2 separate regions of the Sus scrofa genome follow, and region 2 is linked to region 1. Evidence: chromatin contacts called from public Hi-C data. All regions are on one chromosome and are shown on one strand. Each heading gives the region's core, a stretch centred on a gene start, on an enhancer-like site or on the middle of the called end of the contact. The rest is flanking DNA. Distances are from core to core; before and after follow the strand shown. Region 1 holds the start of SSH2 (protein phosphatase Slingshot homolog 2). Region 2 holds the start of SLC6A4 (sodium-dependent serotonin transporter).

The links. A called contact is a pair of places that touch in the nucleus more often than the background predicts.
Region 2: a contact with region 1 is called in a Hi-C map of embryonic fibroblasts, with 2.3 times the contacts expected there. The contact joins the promoter of SLC6A4 here to the promoter of SSH2 in region 1. A contact is called at or near these places in 2 of 47 Hi-C or Micro-C datasets (embryonic fibroblasts and epiblast stem cells) and 1 of 2 datasets of contacts at active chromatin or transcription factors (alveolar macrophages).

Annotation. Positions count from the first base shown.
Region 1 is chr12:46,082,609-46,087,051 of Sscrofa11.1, reverse strand. It overlaps SSH2 (protein phosphatase Slingshot homolog 2), which reads left to right and starts at 1,332. Exons shown (of 20, transcript XM_021067518.1): 1 at 1,332-1,498. The coding sequence starts at 1,436. It overlaps EFCAB5 (EF-hand calcium-binding domain-containing protein 5), which reads right to left and starts at 1,837. Exons shown (of 24, transcript XM_013981195.2): 1 at 1,480-1,837.
Region 2 is chr12:46,326,256-46,330,805 of Sscrofa11.1, reverse strand. It overlaps SLC6A4 (sodium-dependent serotonin transporter), which reads left to right and starts at 2,429. Exons shown (of 14, transcript XM_021067521.1): 1 at 2,429-3,101.

The DNA.
Region 1 (4,443 bases), core at 83-2,582:
TCTTGATGGAACCTCCCTGCTAATTATTTCAACCACAGGGCCCCAGAGAGAGAACAAAGGCTCAGCACAGAGGGCTCTAGTGGCACTTAACCATACAGTGGCCAGAAAGAGCTCCTGACAGCTCTGTCAGTTTACAAGAAGCAGTAAGATCCAAGAGAGTTTGAGTGACAAACAGGAGGTGGTAGGTTAATAACTGCAAGTTCCTGAATGTGTTTTTACAGCTTTAATATATATGGTAGTATGTACCAGCACATCCACTCAAATTGAGAAATAGCTTTGTCAACTCTCTTTCTCTGTGAAATCAATCAGTAGTATTTGCATAGTGCCATTTCCACCCCCCCTTTAATGTCGATTTTTCATTACATTGTTGGCTTATGTTCAACTGATGATTTATCGTTTAGAAAACTATTTCTTTAAAATACTTAATCTCGGCATTTCACATACGTCTATGAAATAATGGCATCCAGAGACGAAGGAGAGGAAACCTCAACGAGCAAATCCTAGTTAAGAGAATTTCTTCCAGCAAAAAGCAAGTGGGAGGTAAATAGCCGGTTGGACCCTTACAAGTCTGTGAGCCCAGCTTTCTCGGCCTCCCGGGTTCGCTCAGCCTCTCTGCATCTCGAGAATAATGAAGGAGTCCTTAGACACGGGCCAAGGAAATAGAGGAAGACTCCCGAGGTATTAAATTTTAAAATCTTCCTTTCAAAAAGTCTCATCATAAAACACAGACTCGGAGACGGAAGGGTGGAAAAGCTCAGAAAAATCCCCCGAGAGCCGGGGTCAAAGGGAAAGTCTCTAGCCCAGTAAGTCCCACCCACGCACGGGGAAAGCGTTTCAAACCCCGCGGCGCCCTTTCCCACCAGGAAACTTGTTTGCCTCAGGCTTTTCACCTCAGTTTCTTTTCACTAAGGTGGGTTAGGCTCTGCGCCCCACCTCAGAAAACGGTTATCCCTCAGGCGTGGGGACCCGAGAGACGCCCCAAGCCCCTACGCCCCGCCTCCCATCGCAAGCCCCAGCCCCCAGCACGGCCAAACTGCACGATTCCAGAGCCCAGGAGGAAACCCGGGAGGGGGCGGCGGCCCGAGGCGCACACACCCGGCCGGCTTCCGGCAACTCAAGGGTTACGGCGAGGCGGCGGCGCGCGCCGAGGGGAGAGGCGGTTGCTGACAGGTGGCGCCTGCGCACTGGGAGCGCTCATTGTGCCCCGCAGCTGCCGAACCGCCCGCCCGCCCGCCCGCCAGCTGCCCGTTCGGCGCGTCAGTCTTGAGAGTCCGGTGGTGGGTGCGGAGCCTGCGGCCGTTCCCGCGGCCTCGTCCTCCTCCCCGTTCCCCTCACCCCTTCCCCACACCCCTTGCCCCATCCCGGCTCCGTCACCCTCCCGCCCCCCACACTCAGGACAAGAATGCCCTGCCCGGAACAGCCCAGCAGCGCCTAGATGGCTTTGGTCACGGTCCAGCGGTCGCCTACCCCCAGCACTACCTCCAGCCCCTGCGCCTCGGTGAGTCCCTCCCGGCGGCCGCTCCGCTCGCTTCTGTCACTGCGGCTCCGCTTTGCCTCAGCGGGTCCCGCCGAGCGCCACTGCGCACGCGCCGCGCCGCTTCCCAGGCCTTGGCACTCGGCTGCCGCGAACCCCCCCACACCCCCATCTTAAAGACGAGCTGCGGGAACTACAGGACGTTGATTTGTGCCCCCATCACTCCGGGCACCTGGCGCCTCACAGTCCTCGCCCCGAACCCCCCTGTGGCATGCCTTCCTCTGGCTTGAGCACTTCCTTTCGGGAATGAGTCATTCTTGCTTTTCGCCCTCCCCCTTCCTTCACCCTCCGTTGCTCCGCTGCAGGGAGAGGACCCTGGGACTCCATCGTTGCCCCTAACACACACCCACATCCCCTTACCCACACCCAATTCGTGGACCCGTTCAATATTCGCACATTGCACGCCCTTCTCCGGGCTCTCCGGGTGTCTGCTTTCCCCCTGGTCCCTTGCTGTCCTTCTTGTGCTCTGTCCGTTCGGGCTTCATTGGACTGCTGAACGGTAGTTACTCCTCGGTTTCTTCCCTTCTTCGCCTCCTCCAAAGGGTGGCCGCGGTCTCTGCTCCTTGGATCTCTTACCTTTCCCCTACAAGGTCCCAAAGCATCTGGCGCTGCTTGATGACCAGTGCCAATTCATTTACATCTTACAGACATTTATGCCTTACACTCAGCTGCTCATGATCGTTCTTGTTCTTGGGTCGTGTGTACGGCTCGTTACTTCACATGCCTATGCCAGTGAAGCGTGCTTCCAGAAGGAAAATACCCAGTAACCAGCCTTTTCCTGCTGGGCCCTTCTAAGCCTTGGTTCCTCGCCCCACCCCCACTCCTATACACTCCATTCTTTTAGGCTCCCCCCCCCAAATGTTTAGTTTTTCAAATAAAATATTGCACCAGTGGGGCGAAATAGGATCTTAAAAAAAAAAAAAAATCCAGATGTTTTAGAAGGAAAAGATCGAATGAATGTATGAACAATTGGAAAAACCATTTTGAATTTCCTACAGAACTGTAATTTTTAAAGCTGTGTTGGTGGATTTAGTGGTTTCAACTTGCAAAAAGGCATTCAGTAAACACTGTACCACCTTCCACTGTAAAAATTCTGCTTAATCTAAATATTTATATTTTAAGTGAGGTGTGAACTTTGATATCTTGAAAATAACCTGGTTTGTAATTTCAACATAGTTTCCTGAATTTCAAATTTTTATTGTGTATGGTGCTGGTTTCTTTTTCTCTTGTGCTAGTTTTTGCACTTTGTGTGGCCAAATTGGCAGCTGTATCCTAATTCTATAGGTGATTATACTTCATAGATTACCTTACCTTGTATTGTTTCCAGAAAGCAGAACTAGCTAAGATCCTTGGATAGAGAAGTTCAAGGAGGCAGATTTCCAGTCATTGTAAGGAGGAATTTTCAAACAGTGGAGTGGACTGTCTTGCAAAATAGTGCCCATTGCTGAAAGCAAAGGCTGGAGGACCTTTTGCCTAGGAGTTGGTAAAAAGAATTCCTGCGGTGGGGGGGCCTTCTAAGGCTCTTTGCAACTTTTAGGATTATGTGATTTGAGAATAACTGCACGTGAAAGCTAGTGAAATATTTAAGGGTCCTCTGAAGACAAGTATCAGGGATGTAAATTCAATATACTTTATTCTTATATGCTAGTTTTTAGAAAGTCATTAAAATACCATCAGACCATCTTAATTCGCTCTACCTTTTGGGTTTGGGCCTGATTTTGGCTGAGAAAGCAACTGAAGTTTAGTTGAGTTGTGCAGGTAAGCCAGGAACCAGTATTATAGTGACATAATTTTCCCTGGGCATTGTTGAAAATAGTTTATACTATAATAATTATATATGTATTTCATGTTATCATACTAATTTTCTGGAAGTGAATGTTTAGTGTATAGTAATACCGTATCTACTTAATAAGACTTAATTAGTCAAAACTTGGTTATTTTAGAGGTATGTTAATAGATACTTTTTGACACAGGTAATTAAATTGATCATGTGGTAGGCTCAGTTGTTGAACTGAATGACATATTTCTACATCTACTTGGTATAGTAGCCTGGTTATTTCAGTTTGTGTGTGGCCCTGGAAGTAAAGGAGTCCTGGGACTGGTGTGGGTGTGTGTGTGTGAGAGAGAGAAAGGGAAACAATCAGCATTTTTAGCCTGACTGTGAGCCTGTTTACCTTTACCTTTAAATTGTCTTATTTCATTTCATTGTCTCATGGCCCTTGTGTTCTAATATTTGGCTGCTGTCTGACCTGCATATATTTGCTGTTGCATCTCTCGGTGCATGAATAGGTTGAGTTGTTTGTTTTAAAAGAGATCATAAAGAATCTATAGAACCATGAAAGGAGAGGTTTAGTTTTGTGAGGCTGGAAATTTAGATTTTTTAATAAATCATTTTAACTATTCTAGTATGCTTTTTCAGTGCAGGAGGTAAGATAATACTATCAGCTTTTCAATATTCTTTTATTAGGGATTATACAAATCTATTGATCATCTACTGGGTGTGAATGACTACTATAGTGCTAAGATGTATAAGATTTTGACCCTATCTGTCAGGGTCATGTAATCTTGGGAAGAATGGGGGGCTGGAGGGGTGGGACAGGGACGGGAGGAGGAACAGACATGAGGTAATAGTAGAAAAAGGGAGTGAGGGGAATAGTACTCTATATTCATGAGCAGCCAGTTTGTAATGGCTATAAGTTTGTCTGAATTCAAATTAAGATAAATTCACTAGTGGCAATAGGAATAATAACGATACCTACACTGCTTGAGTCTTTCTCTATACTAGGCATCATGCTAAGTGCTTTACTGGAGTAATTTATTTACTCCTCACAATATGCCCGAGGGAAATTGCTATTATCCCCATCTTATGGATGAAACTGAGGTAAAGAGCTATTAAGGAATGTACCCAG
Region 2 (4,550 bases), core at 1,180-3,679, 240 kb before region 1:
TCTGTGTGCGATGAGGGGGGAGGGTTGGGGAGGAGGTGGTCCTATTTAAATGTGCTCTTTATGTCTCAAAGTGAGACTGTGTTTATTCTGCAGCCTCATAGCAGGCCAGAGGCCCTGCTACTTCTGAGCCAGAGCCAGTGGAACAAAGAAATTCCTGTTGACCCATGATCCCTGCCATGTCTCTTGGTACAGTCACCCAGGTTCACAGTATTTTTGACAAATGCACCCACTTTCCCCGGACACCAGCCAGCCAGGAGCCCCACAGGTTCTCCTTCCGGTTTCCAGCTCCCTTCTCTCCCCTGGGTGCCCTGGTGCCTGCCTCACACCTACCTCACACCTGTAGTCACACCTGTAGTCACACCCACCTCACACCTGCACTCACTGTCTAAGGAGCCTGTGGGCGTCCTGCCACCCCCTCCCCCACTGTGACTCTAGCCCATGTTGACCCTCGCCTGAAACACTGCCTTCCCCACGCCTCTCCCACTCAAGGCTCCTGACTGCCCTCCAGCCCCTCTCCCTGACCCCCAAGGGCAGAAGTTGTGTCTTCCGCAGGGCCTGGCAGGAAGCAGGTGCTCAGGTCATGAAGGGGCGATGATGGAGGCGGGCAGCTGGGAAGGGTGCTGGGCTCCCTTTTCTTGGGCACTGGGTGACATCTCTCCACTCACCCTGGTCAGGAGGTGAGAAGGGGCAGTCAAGTGGAGCCCCACAGGCAGTGGGGAGAGGGTGCTAGAACTCTGGAAGGGAGGGAGTCGGGATGATGCTGGAGGGAGGGCACTTGTGGCATGAGCGTGGGGAACAAGGCAGGGAAGGGTTCGCTTTAGGGAGAAAAGAGGCTGGATTTGTTGAGGTGAAGGTGGGGCAGCTGAGGCCAAGTGGTCTCTAGGATGACACCCACAGGGACAAAAAGAAGAGAAAGCACGTGTGTAGAGAGATGAACTGTCTGCAACAGCTTTGCACGGGTTGTGTCAGGGAGGCAGTGAGGAAGGAGGGAGAAGTCCAGCCTGTGTAATTGCAGTGTTCTTTTCTGATTGCACCCCTCAGCCAGCAAGCAAGAGAGGAGAAGACTGGCCTGGGGTGGTTCAAGGTGGGAGAGAGAGGGTGGGTGAGAAGTCTCCCTGGGGAGGAGAGGGCACCGATGCTCCTGGACACATCAGCTCCTTCTCTCCCCACAGCTGGGCAGTGCCCACCATTATTATGATCCCTGTGAAGGGAGCCAGAGGTCCCTGGGAGGCTTACTTGCTAGGGCAGCACAGCACCAAAGAAAGCAGTCCTGAGAGGGGCCGAGTGGCTGGGCAGGAATGGGTAGTAGGATCTAGAAAGAAGGCCAGGAGGGGTGAACGGTTAGTGAGACTGTGGTGTTAAAAAGTCGTGGTGAGCCAACGTGCAGGGCGGACTGAGTGGAGACAAGAGCCTTAGCCAAGGGCTGGAGTCACGCGCTGCCTGCTGCCTCCCGCCGCCTCCTCAGAACCTCACCTTAAGTGCCCCTTGTTCACACAGCGCTTGCACATTGGGTTCATCTGAAGGGAGGCGCTGCCCAGTGTGGGCCCCGCCACCCCGGGATCTGGCCACAGGATGAAATTCCCAAGTTTGCCCAGGAATCACCAGCCAGCTCACCAGAGCCCTCTCTGAAGCCCTCCCCGCGTTCCTTGCAATGCCCACCCTGGCGTCTAGGTGGCACCTAAACCTCACTCTGATTACTCCCGAGTTGGGGCGCCGCCCACGCCAGAGGGGAGTGGGGCGGCGGGGTGGACAGAGTTGTTCCAACTCAGTCCCTCTGGACACCGCCGGCTTCACTCAGCTGGGTACCAGCTCAGATTTCTGGGTTACATTCAATCCAAGTTACGCGGGCGGGCGCTTCAAACTTGTCCCTGTTTCCCTTCTGCCTCCTGCGTGGCTGAGACTCCGGCCTTCTCCGGGGAGAAGTGGGTGTGTCAGCGCGCTCGGCTCAGCCTCAGGGACATCCCAGAGCACGTACTGCATCTGTTCTTTTCAAGTGTAAAAAATAATTTTACTGAAAATATGATAATATGAAGTTCATCTTTAAACATGTGTTTTTTTTTTTTTTTTTTAATTATCAAAGCAGTATCTTCATCTGGTCCAACACAATAGACTCCTGTTGAACCTCTTCAGATAATGAAGATACTCGAAGAACTTCATCCACCAGCCGGACGCCCCGGGGACGTAGTTTTCCAAATCACCCTCCACCACCTTCCCCCCCCCCCCCGTACCCTCTGTTCTGATACCGGTTAGAACTTGTGTCTGATTCACAAAATGGAAAAGAATTCTTCATTCATTCATTCTCTCTGCAAGTATGGACTGTGAGCCTCTAGGTTGGGCGCTATTGGAGGCAGCTGGGATGGTGAGGCATTAGAGAAGATTCCTTCTGGCTGAGCTTACGTCCCAGCGGTAGAGCCGGACGAAAGCCAGGGGCTAAGTCCTAGCAAGAAAAATAGGGCAGGATTCGGGATGCGGGTGATGGGAGGTGTCAGTGGCCAAGGGAGATCACTCTGAGAAAGCGATACTGAGTCGCTTATAAACCTAAGTAAAATCTGGGGAGCCACTGCTGGGGAGAAACTACACCTGTGGGTGGTGGAGCAGCCCCTCCCCCGCGAGGTTAACGAGCGCGGAGGTTAGGATTCTCCGCGGCGCTCGGCCGGCTGCCCGCCCCTCGCCGCCCCTCACCGCCCCCGGCTCGCTCGCTCTCTCAGCGCTGTCCCTCCCGGGGAGCGAGGGCGCGCGTGCGTGCGTGCGTGTGTGTGTGTGTGTGTGTGTGTGTGTGTGTGTGTGGAGGGGGGTGTCCATCACCTCCCCGGGCCCCCCCTCCCACCTCGGCTGAGCGCGCCCACCCCCTCCCCAGGAGGAACGCCGAGCAGCGGCCGCCTGCGGAGAAACGTAAAGTTTCTGTGGCTCAAAGTGACGCAAAAATTCTTCAAGAGCTCTTTGGCGGCGGATATCTAGAGATCAGACCATGTGAGGGGCCGAGAGTACAAATACGGCCGCGCGGGCGCCGGCGCCGGCACAGGCAGCGGCGCCCGGTGCCTCGAGGGCGCGAGGGTCGCCCGCGTCGGAAGCCCGGAACCAGCCTCGCGGACTCCCGGCAGGTGGGTCCGCCTTCCTTCTGGCTTCTAATGCCTTCTTCTCTCCAGAACTTCTTCCCGCGCGGCCCTCCGGGCACTGGCGGGGGGACCTGGGCGGTGGGCGCCGTGCTCTGGCAGGGCGGGCGCGCAGGGAGTCGGCAGCGGGGACCGCGGGCTGGCGGGCGGCTCCGAGGGCTCCCTCGGCCCCGGCGGCCGGCCTTCGGGGGGTCCAGCCCGGGAAAGCCCTTCAAGACGGTCTCGGGCGAAGTGCCGTCCTGCGCTGGGGGGAAAGTTGCTTTACTTTCAAGCCGTAGCTTTTGTTTGCTCTTTTCTGACCGCCATCGCGTGCCGGGGACTCTGTGCAGGCGTCCCTGCGGGGAGCGTCTTGGCCGACGAGAAGCCCAAATGCCTAGAGAAATCTCGGGATGACACTTAAGTGGGACGAGTCTCCGTGCGCTTGGGTGGTTTTCACTGGTAGAACCGATGCACGCTCAGTCGGTCATCCTACAGGCCATTCACAATTTATGTGAAACTCAAACTCCAGCGAGCTGTTTTACATGGTTGAAGCGTGAGACCATCAGTTGTTTGAAAAATGTGTACATTCATATTGGCTTTTGAAAGGGCTGTCTGGAGCTACAGAGCACTAAGAAGCACATTTCTATTCGCCCTGGGTCTTCTGCATAATGAATTTCTATTTCAGTTGGGGTTTGGGGCTCTTAAGAATTTCAGAGGGGTGGAATTTCAGAGTCAGACATTACAAAGGTTTGAGTGTATGTATTTTTATGATCAATTTTGTCCAGAAAAATGAACCAGGTCAATGGATTATTTATGAGCCTGCTAGCTCTCATCATAGTAAGACGGGATCAAATATTTAATGTGTTTTGCCTTCAGTTGCATAGGAAAAATGTCTAGGAAAGCAACTTTGGGACCTGTGTTTAGTGAAACGGAGGGGCACCATGGGCTCTTGGGGTTTTGGATTTGGGGAGTGGAGGGAAAGCTTCGACTCTAGGTCTATAATCTGCTTTTGTGTGAAGCCACTGGTGCTCAAAGTTCAAGTTTTCCTACCACAGACTCAGGTTGGGGCGGCTGCTTCCAGCATGGATGATGAGAGGGGGATTCTTATGGGGTTTGTGCAAGCTGTTTGGGGCATGGGTTTTCCTTTTTGTGACTGAACCTGAATAACAGCAGATTGAAACTGCTTCACAATTAATCAAACGTCCCCTCAACACACAGGTGATCCACCTAGGACATTTCAGAGATGTGACGCCAGCACAGATATTTAAACCCATTTCTTTCAGTCTCCTTGCTTAAAAATATTTATGGTAGGGGCGGGAAGTGGGGATGGAATAACGTTCAAGTTTTAATGGAACTGGCAAAAGCTCAGAAATTCCTTTTTGGGGATTTTTTTAGAGTTGTTTGAGCATTTTGATGAAACTCGGAGAGGCATGTCAATGAGTTTCACAGAGTGGGGAC